Regions from separate parts of the Drosophila melanogaster genome. Here region 1 is linked to region 2. The links are chromatin contacts, called in public Hi-C maps. All regions are on one chromosome and are shown on one strand. The core of a region is the stretch at or near the end of the contact, and the rest is flanking DNA. Distances in the headings are between cores, read along the strand shown.

Evidence for each region. Hi-C and Micro-C count contacts between places; a contact is called where the count stands out from the background.
Region 1: a contact with region 2 is called in a Hi-C map of the Kc167 cell line, with 3 times the contacts expected there. The contact joins the promoter of CG14442 here to the promoter of Ctr1A in region 2. A contact is called at or near these places in 5 of 107 Hi-C or Micro-C datasets (the Kc167 cell line, the OSC cell line and the S2 cell line).

The regions. Positions count from the first base shown.
Region 1 is chrX:6,692,122-6,696,624 of dm6, forward strand. It overlaps CG14442, which reads right to left and starts at 2,880. Exons shown (of 2, transcript NM_132114.2): 1 at 282-2,880. The coding sequence starts at 1,835. It overlaps CG14440, which reads right to left. Exons shown (of 1, transcript NM_132115.3): 1 at 3,745-4,503.
Region 2 is chrX:6,660,089-6,664,588 of dm6, forward strand. It overlaps Ctr1A (Copper transporter 1A), which reads left to right and starts at 1,559. Exons shown (of 5, transcript NM_132108.3): 1 at 1,559-1,713. CG3224 reads right to left here and starts at 1,374. Exons shown (of 2, transcript NM_132107.4): 1 at 1,266-1,374; 2 at 464-1,205. The coding sequence starts at 1,084. The coding sequence ends at 596.

The sequences.
Region 1 (4,503 bases), core at 1,630-4,129, 33 kb after region 2:
ATCATTTATTGTTATTATTCAGGAATCAAGCTAAATTAGGCTAATCATGTTTTGATTTTACGTTTACTGGAAGTAGATAGTGCCCTTTTTTTCTAATACCGATTAGATTTCAAATAAATAGTGTTTCTAGATAACAAATTACATTGATGGATTCATGGGCAAGATGAGGTTCCTGGAGGATGCCAAACTTTAGTTTTGCTGCGTTACTTTGTGTGTGTGTGCGTGATTTAGTTGCTATCGCCGATCATTCTTGCTATCTACTACGCCTACTGCATACGCACCTGAAGTTCCTGCTTCTTGGCAGCATATTTGTGCGGGTAGAGTTCCAGCTGGCCACCGGCGATGCTGAAGTGCGGCACATGGGCCTGGAGCAGCTTTGCGGTGCCCTTGCCACCCTCATCGCCATAGATCTGCTGCACAAAGATGCTGCCCGGCTCGGTGCCCTCGAGCAGAGCAGCCGTAACCTGTTGCTGCTGCTGTCCGGTGATGGTGTATCGCTGATGCTGCTGCTGCAGCTGCTGCTGTGTAATCTGCTGCTGCTGCGGCGTCTGTGGCTCCTGCTTCAGTTGCATGGGTGGACGTAGGGAGCCGGGCGCCAGAAACATGCCCTGTCCCATATACTCCACTCCGGCCAGGGCCTGGTGTTGCTGATAGGCGGCTGCTGTCACCAGATGCTGCTGATCCTCCGCGGGCTGCGGGGTGCCTGCCTCGTCCGTTGTCGTCGTCGTCGCTGTGGTGGTCGCCTGGTTTAGATTGATAGTGTGTTCGTTAGTACAATTGGCTGCCGCCGCTGCTGCGGCTGCTGCTGCAACAGCCAGCACCTGCTGCTGTTGTTGCTGCTGCTGTTGTTGCTGCTGTTGCTGCTGCTGCTGCTGGTGGTGGTGCTGCTGGTCCGTTGACGACGAGGAGGATGTCGGCGTTGAGACGACCACCGACGACGAACCACCGTGCACCACAACATGCTTCAGTACCTTCTTCTTTTCTCTGACCTTTTTGGCATAATCGTTCAGCTTTCTCAGTCTTTCCTTCCGCTCCTCCGGTGACTCATTGGCGATCCTTTGGCGCGCCCTTGCCGCCATTTCTGCCAGCCGGAGCTTTCGCTGATCGTTCGTCTCGCTGGCGCGATACATGCGCATCCTTTCGGCCAATTTGGCCAGCCGTTTGGCCCTCTGGTCCGGCGACTCCATGGCCCGGCGTAGCCGTTGCCTGGCCGCATTCCTCACTAGCCGCATGGCCCGCTCTATGTCGGATTCATTCTGGCGTCTCTGGCGATTGGCTTCTGCATTCCGGAGTAGTCGCTTGCGATACTCCTCCTCGCTCTCGCGCTGCCGGCGTTCCCGCATCCTTTCAGCATTTCTGGCCAGACGGCGCTGGCGTGCCTCGGGGCTCTCGTTCCACCTCTGCTGGTGGCCAGTGGTGGAGGCACCTGTTATGGATGCGGAACTGGCACTGCTGGTGGGTCCCAATGGAGTGGGTGGCTGCTGCGATTGCTGCTGCTGCAATTGCTGTTGCTTCAGTGGTGCATAAAGCTGGAGATGCTGTTGCTGGAACTGCAGTTGATCCTGTTGCTGCTGGTGAAGATGTTGCTGCTGGAACTGTTGCTGTTGTTGCTGATGCTGCTGCTGCTGTTGTTGATGTTGCTGCTGTACGTGCTGCTGCTGTTGTTGCTGCTGTTGCAATTGCAGCTGGTGATGCGAGGAGAGTGGTACCAACAAAGCTGAGGGATGCTCGATGAGCAGGCGGGCATTGGAGCCATTGATGGCCAGCACATGGGTGGCGTACTGCTGCTGATCAAGTGAGGGCTCTATTTTTATCCCATTGGGATCTGGTTCCATTCTTGGTCAAAAGCCGGGGCAACAACAATCGAAATTGTCGTCTATCGGGGCTCCAAAAGTGTACTGTTTGTTATGTATATATATATATTTATATATATATTTATAGATATATATCTATATATGTGTATATAGACGATGGGTATTTGGTTATCGAAAGGATGAGCGCAGTCCTTCCGATTGTTTCGATAACATCTAGGGGCCGCGCTCTTGCTCGCCCCCTCTCTTTCGCACGCTCTGGGCCGTCTCCCGCTCTTTTTTTCGTCCGCTGCTCCTTGGCGTTTCCTCTTTGTGTTTGTTTTGTTTCGCTTTTTGCTTACTAGTAGTTATATAAAGAATATGTGTGTGCTGGCGCCGTTTCTCTCTCGCACTCTATTTTTGCGGCGATCACTCCGCTATTGTTATTGTGGTCCTCGGGCATTTCTTTCGTTCCCTTTTTGGCTATGAGCGGTATTCTTCTTCTCCATTTTTAGCATTATGCACTTTATTACCGTTCGTATTTGGCCATTACAATTTTTCGTGCGTTTTCATAAAAGCGTGCTTCTTCTTGCGAGTCAGTGACAATTGGCGCCGCCGCCGCGCTGCTTCTGCGCTGCCAATCGATTTTTCACATGATTATACACACACACCCATGCAGCCGCCGTCCGCACACACAAGCACGCACTGCTAAACACACACACACACACGCGCAACGAAGCAATACGCAACGTACGTGTGTGCGAGTTTTTTTCCGCTCCTTATTTTGCTTTTTGCACAAACCTTAACCCTTTGATTTGTAATTCCATTTATTCGCCGTGCTGCGGTGCATCCAGGCGCCTTTTCTCTTGGTGGGTTAAAAGGATGTTCTGTGGCGGCGCAGCGTTAACTTAACTACCGGGAATTTTCCACATAGCTGGGACCAGCGTATATCTGCCACTTCCGATCGCACCGTAATGTCATTAACTTGAAGTATGCGTACTTGTTCGCAATCCGTGGTACTGTATCTTTAATTTAATTTAATTCATCTTATTTCAGTTGTTTTCATTTCAACAATCGTTCTGTTCACAGTAGGGATGGTAAAAAGTATCGATACATCGATAGTTGAGCAGGCTGTCGATTCATTGGAAAATGCAACTGATTAACCGATGTTCCGCTTGAAATATCGCCCGGGTTTATTTTACAATTTGGAAATTAGTCTTGCAGGCAGATAATATTTATATTATTATTTGGCTGCAGTTTTGCAGTACCATATTACAGAATATATGTACTATTTTTCCATACTTAATGTTATAGTTAGATCAGCTTGTCGATAGCTTGATGTTTGAAATCGATTTTTTAAAAATCAAGCGTAACGTCAAGACATGGATAATTCTATTTCAATTGTAACAAATTTTCGCCTCTTGGCCACACTGTTTTAAAGCTTACTTTACATAACAATCAACTATGTTATGTTATGTTAACAGGGCATTAACATTCCAAAGCTTTCAAATCTTTTTGAAATGAATAAATGCGATTTATAAAAGTGAATTAAACTATTTATATAAAATTAGAAACTATATTATTTCCAATAAGAGCATTTCGTTGATAATCGTAGATAATCGTATATATAATAGGATTAGTTCAGTAGCATGTGCTGAATGGAGTTTGTAAATTATTTATATTTTATATTTAAATGTATTTTAGATGGGAGTTTTTAATTTGTTTAATTGCTGTGATACTTAAATGTACAACAAGCATACGGATGGCGATCCTGAGAATGGGACCCACCCTTCAGGTTCATCGAGGACATTCTGTCAGATTTGAAGGAAATTTTCAAAATTGTAGTGTTATTATCAACCATTCCTGATCATTTCCGGTTGATAACGCTTTTACTTTTTTTTAGATTATCACTATTCCCTATTAAATTCCCACCAAAGCTCAGAACGCAGCATTTAAAAATTGTGAATGCAACTTTATTCAAGTATATTCATTTTGTTATTCTCGTTTTTTTTCGCTTATATTTTTCTGTTTCTGTTTTCACTTTCTTGGTGTTGTGTTTTGTTTGTTGATTTTTCTTGTTGTGTGTTGTCATTGTTAGTGTACACGAATATTACAATACACAAAAATGTATCTCAATCTTATGTCTTAAGGCAAAAAACAATTGATAAACGTATTTAGACAGGAGAAAAACAATTTGAAATTTCGACTAGAACTTAATGGTTACACTTTATTAATAATAATTAGCATAATATATATATATACATATGTATATATATGTATATATAAATATATATCATGTATATATCATGTGGGCCCGCGCGGAAGGACATGGGCGTGGGAAGAGGCTGAGGATATGGATAAGGATAAGGTCTAGGAAAAGTGGGCGGTTGGATGTTGGCTGGGGAAGGGAGGAAGGATTGCGTGCTTTAACAAATATTGCGTTATGTGCCTGGCTACGGATCATGTGTGTATGCTCCAACTATATATGTATATATATATATATATATATATAAATTTGTATATATACATATATTTATGTGGGAGCTGCCGAGTGTGTGTATATTATCCTTATGTGAGTGGCGCTGTCCGTTTTGGGTTACATGCCTTTACCAACTTACACACACATATGGGGGTTGTTCGTCACTAGGGTGCCTCAGTTGTTGTGGAAAAATACGATTTTTGAATGTTATAGCAAGTTTCGCCCGAGGATTTC
Region 2 (4,500 bases), core at 309-2,808:
ACTCTTAAGTGCACATGAGAATGCCAGTTGAACACGCACCAACACACCCACACACGCGCCAACGGAGAATGAGCCCAAAGGAGAATGAGGAAATTGCAGAAATTTACCAATTTCACCCGTTTAAACTAGAAATACCGTATCAAACGCATTGCGTCGACCTGCGCTCACTGGTTAATTACACTTTGTAGCACTTTTCGACAGCAAACGACGCTGATATTTATTTAATTTTAATTTTAAAGCGCGTCAGCCATCGCATTTTGTGTTTACCGCTGCTCACGGACGAAGAAAGTGACCGCTTGCGGAGAGAACTTGAACTTTTGAGCTGCAGGAGAGAAATCAAAAGAACGGTAAATAAAGCTTTGCCGCTTGGAAGCGTTGAACTGCTTGTTGTTTAGAAGCTTGTTGATCTTTCGCCACCCTTGCGCGCATTAAATGAAAATTAATTTTGAATCGATTTATATATGTTGGAAAAAAAATGTATTTAAAGAAAGCAATTGGAGGTAAACAGAGTTCTGTGGGAGGGGGGTGAAGAAAGTCCTGTCCCCGAGGGCCTTAAAAACTAAGCTAGATCAATAGATTGGTTCATCCTCCTCGCCTATGTCTCCATTTTCTCGACTTTCTTGCGCTTCGTTTTGGACGTCGATGGCGAATCGGTGGCATCTGTATCCTCGGGCACCACTTCCACTCGGATCCTCTTGCCAGCGACCACGTCCTCCTTCGATGGCTGCGTTTCCATCGCCCGCTTCTTGGGCTTCACGAAGCTGCCACGTCCCGCGGCGCGTTCCGCCTCCTCGATGCTGTACGGCTCGATCTCTAGGGCCTTGAGACGCCTCTTGTGCACCTTGGTGCGGAAATGTGCCTGCATGGCGGTGTCATCGATGAAGTACTTGGCACAGTGCACGCAGTAGAACTGCGCGAATCCCGGCTTGTCGAGATCCACATTCTGATTGATCAGTTCACCGCTCCGGGTCTGCAGATCGTCGTCGATCTGGTCGAGATCACGACGTCGATTCCGCACACGCCATCTCCTCTGCAGATGGGTATCGCCATAGTGCATCTTCTTGCGTTTCGATACCATTCCCATCTTGCTGACTTTTTTTTATATTTACAACTTTTACGGAAAATTTAATCGTTTGTTTTGGCACGTGTTTTGGTTGCCAATGGGGTTTTAGATTCTGCTGCTGCTGCTAGGTGTTTCCTAAAACCTGTAATGCATTTGAATGTTAATTTATATACTGTTACAGTAATTTGTTGCTTAACTTTACCTTTTTTTGGTTAAGAAACGAGGGTTTTAAAGGTAACAAGTTAATTTAATGCGCACATAGAATGTTGGCGACGGTCCCCGGCCGATTGGTTTCTTATCGATAACTGAAGAAATCGTGGTGTGTGCACACTGATACACAGCTGTTTTTATTTATTCGAAATAAAACTAAATTCAACCAAAACTAATTAAACTAAAATTCCATAAATTAGCTACTTGTTGCGACAATAAGTTGTATAAGTTACTCATTTTTAAGCTGCACTCCATCTACTTCGTCTTTTACAATACTATTTTTTGGCATTATTTAGTGCCTTTTCGTAGGCAGCGCACTGTTAAATAAAAAAACATATGCTTGCAATTAATTCATCAACAATCGTGCGAACAAGTTGTCTGCGGGCGGACCGTGCGCATTTTGTTTTAATATTATTTATTTCCTTGCCGCAGGAAGTAAAGTAAGCCCCTAACATTTGAATACATAAACATAGAGTTCGGTTTAACTTGCGTTGATAAAGTGCAATTGATAATACAAATAGTGGGTGTGTGGGCTGGACGCACACACACATGTGTGATTGGATAACAACACTGTGAAATAGATCGGGTTTTACACTTGCAAAAACGATTAAAGCAATTATTATTTTTCATAAGATGCTGCAGCCGGTCCACTCTTGCTATCTCGCTTGCTTCAAAAGCTCAGCGTTTGCAGTGAGTGTGTGTGCGTGTGTGATTTAGCGCAAAAAGCAACAACGAAGCACAAAATAAAATCAGAAACTGTGATTGTTGTTAAATGACTGGTGCAGGGGGTTGGGTGGGTGTCAACGGCAGCTGCATGCATTGTTTAAAATGTACGACTGTTGGCTTATTGGCATTTTTCGTTGACTCTCTGTTTTTAGCTAGACATTCCGTTGAGTTCGTCACTTAAACCGGTGTTACAGCATACATACATACATACATTGTAGATTGTTACAACTCGAGCCAATTGCCCGCCAATTGCAGTAAGTACAACAACAACAAAAAGAACGCGAAATGCGTGAAATAGTATAAACGAAACTAAAAACAAAGCTTAGGAGTCCTTATCGATAATCAGCGATTGCATACCGATTGTGATTATCAGTGCCAATCGCTTATCAGTCAATTATACCGTTACAAGCACAATTAACCCTCTATCTGTGTTCGTGCGTTGAGTGATATATGTATGTTCGAATTCAGATCAACAAACTCTCTCCTACTCTCTTTTCTTTACACATGTGATATAATAGCTCCCCCGGCCTGCAATAGAAAAAAAACACACGCACTCTCGCCGTTTCTCTCCCATTTGTTGCTGCAATACATGTCGGTCACGATTTGACATTTCGCAATTGGTGCGATTGTGAGTGTGTGTGTGTGTGCAGGAGCAGAGGATGGGGCTCTCTTGGCGGAGATCAGCTGATGAGATGAAGCAACGGTTAATGCCATTTGTCCATGCAAATAAACAGAAAGAAAAAAGTTTACGTTGCTAGATCGTTTAAATTTCACTTGATATTTGGAACTAAATTAAATTTTAATTCAATTCTTATTTTAATTCTTTAATATAATATGAATAATGAATCACACTTCATCACGTCGTGAAATTCCATTTTCAAACTTATATCAAAATATCTTAGCTATTTCGCTGAGTCTTAGCATTTAGCATAATAGAAATATTACTGGTAAACGCAGATTATTCATTATTACTTGCCCAAAATAGAACTAGAAAATATACAAATCTTAAACAATATTTAGTGATAATGGTTTATTTCATGATAAGAGTAACAAATGCTTTTCTCTCTGTGTAAAGGCAAAGCTACTAATGCAGGCGAATAAAAGCGAGAGTGATAGAGGTGAATAGGTCCAACCGGTTTGGTCCCAGTGCGTTAGTTTTCTGCTGTTTAATTATCAGAGGCGCTGAAAAGGGGGTTCCCATTGCCTCCCAAAGAAAAGCGCCCAAACGATTTCCTATCAGGGATTCCATAGAAACCAAACAAACCACAGAATGTTATTTATAAACCACGCAAATTTACCCTGAACTTTAACTTTTCTGTATTTTTGCACCAGAATAATAGTTTTTATAGTTTTTCCCCACCGCCACTGTGTTCAATGATTATTTCCAAATCGAACTACAATTGCTGCATCCCAGAGTAGCAATTATGTGGCGTATGTTCTCTGCTTATGGGTTATTTTGAAAGTCGTTGGTTGCCGTACCGATCTTTGTCTTGAAAAACAAATTACTACCGTAACCGAGCTAATTTTCCTTTCATTTCGGGCCAAAACCGAAAATAGTGGCAGCCAAGCCAACCAGTTAACCAGTTGTGCCAGTCCAGTTCAGTTGGATAACTATTGAGTTCATCGCTTGAAGGCTAAAGCAATCCGTTCCTCAACAGATCGCCGCATTAAGAGGTTTTAAATGTACACTTGTTTACCTATTTTTATAGAAATTTCGCTCCTCAGAACAAAAATGCCAGCGAAGCGGGTTTTTTTTTTTTTTTTTTTTTTTGTACCACGAGTGGATTTCTAAAGCTCGTTTGTTTGTTTTAATGAGATATGGGATGAGATTGATTACAGTGAAAAGGGGGAGGAATACGTGTTTTAACTCTTCAATGGAATTGGCGAATGTGATTGCTTGCAATATTAATGCGGACTGGATTATTGTTTCGACCATTTCAACTTGACGACAGTTGTCCACATTACGGATATCGAAGGAAGTAGGCCACAATTTCAAAGGAATGGATCATTAGTTGGGATCATTTTTTAGAGGTTTTTGCCTATGTATGCCTAAACTCATATCAGTCAGCCGCACATCCTGTCATAGCAGCGAGCTTCTTGGACTGCATGCCACAAGTGGTTCGATATTCGAGCATGTTTCACTGATTACTTTGCAATGTGGTGTCGTCGCAGCACCTTATCACTAAAACTGCGATATTAACTGAATGCGGTGAACCACAGACACAGAGGCAAACAAAAAAGTGAAATAAATGAAGTATCCAGCACTGTTTAATTATGGTTCGCAGTGTTCCCATTTGCAGAAGTGGAACAGCAGTTGGTTGAGTCGTTAGCGACCCATTATAATCCAGGTTAATCCAAGGTCAGATATGGTGGTAGTTTATGGCGGGGGTGTGGGGAATCGGGTGTCGGGTCTGCCTCACGCAGTTTCCTGTGAATGGAGCACGCAGAGTTATGTGTGGCATTTTCATTTCACATTCCCCAGTTACACAGTTTTACCCAGC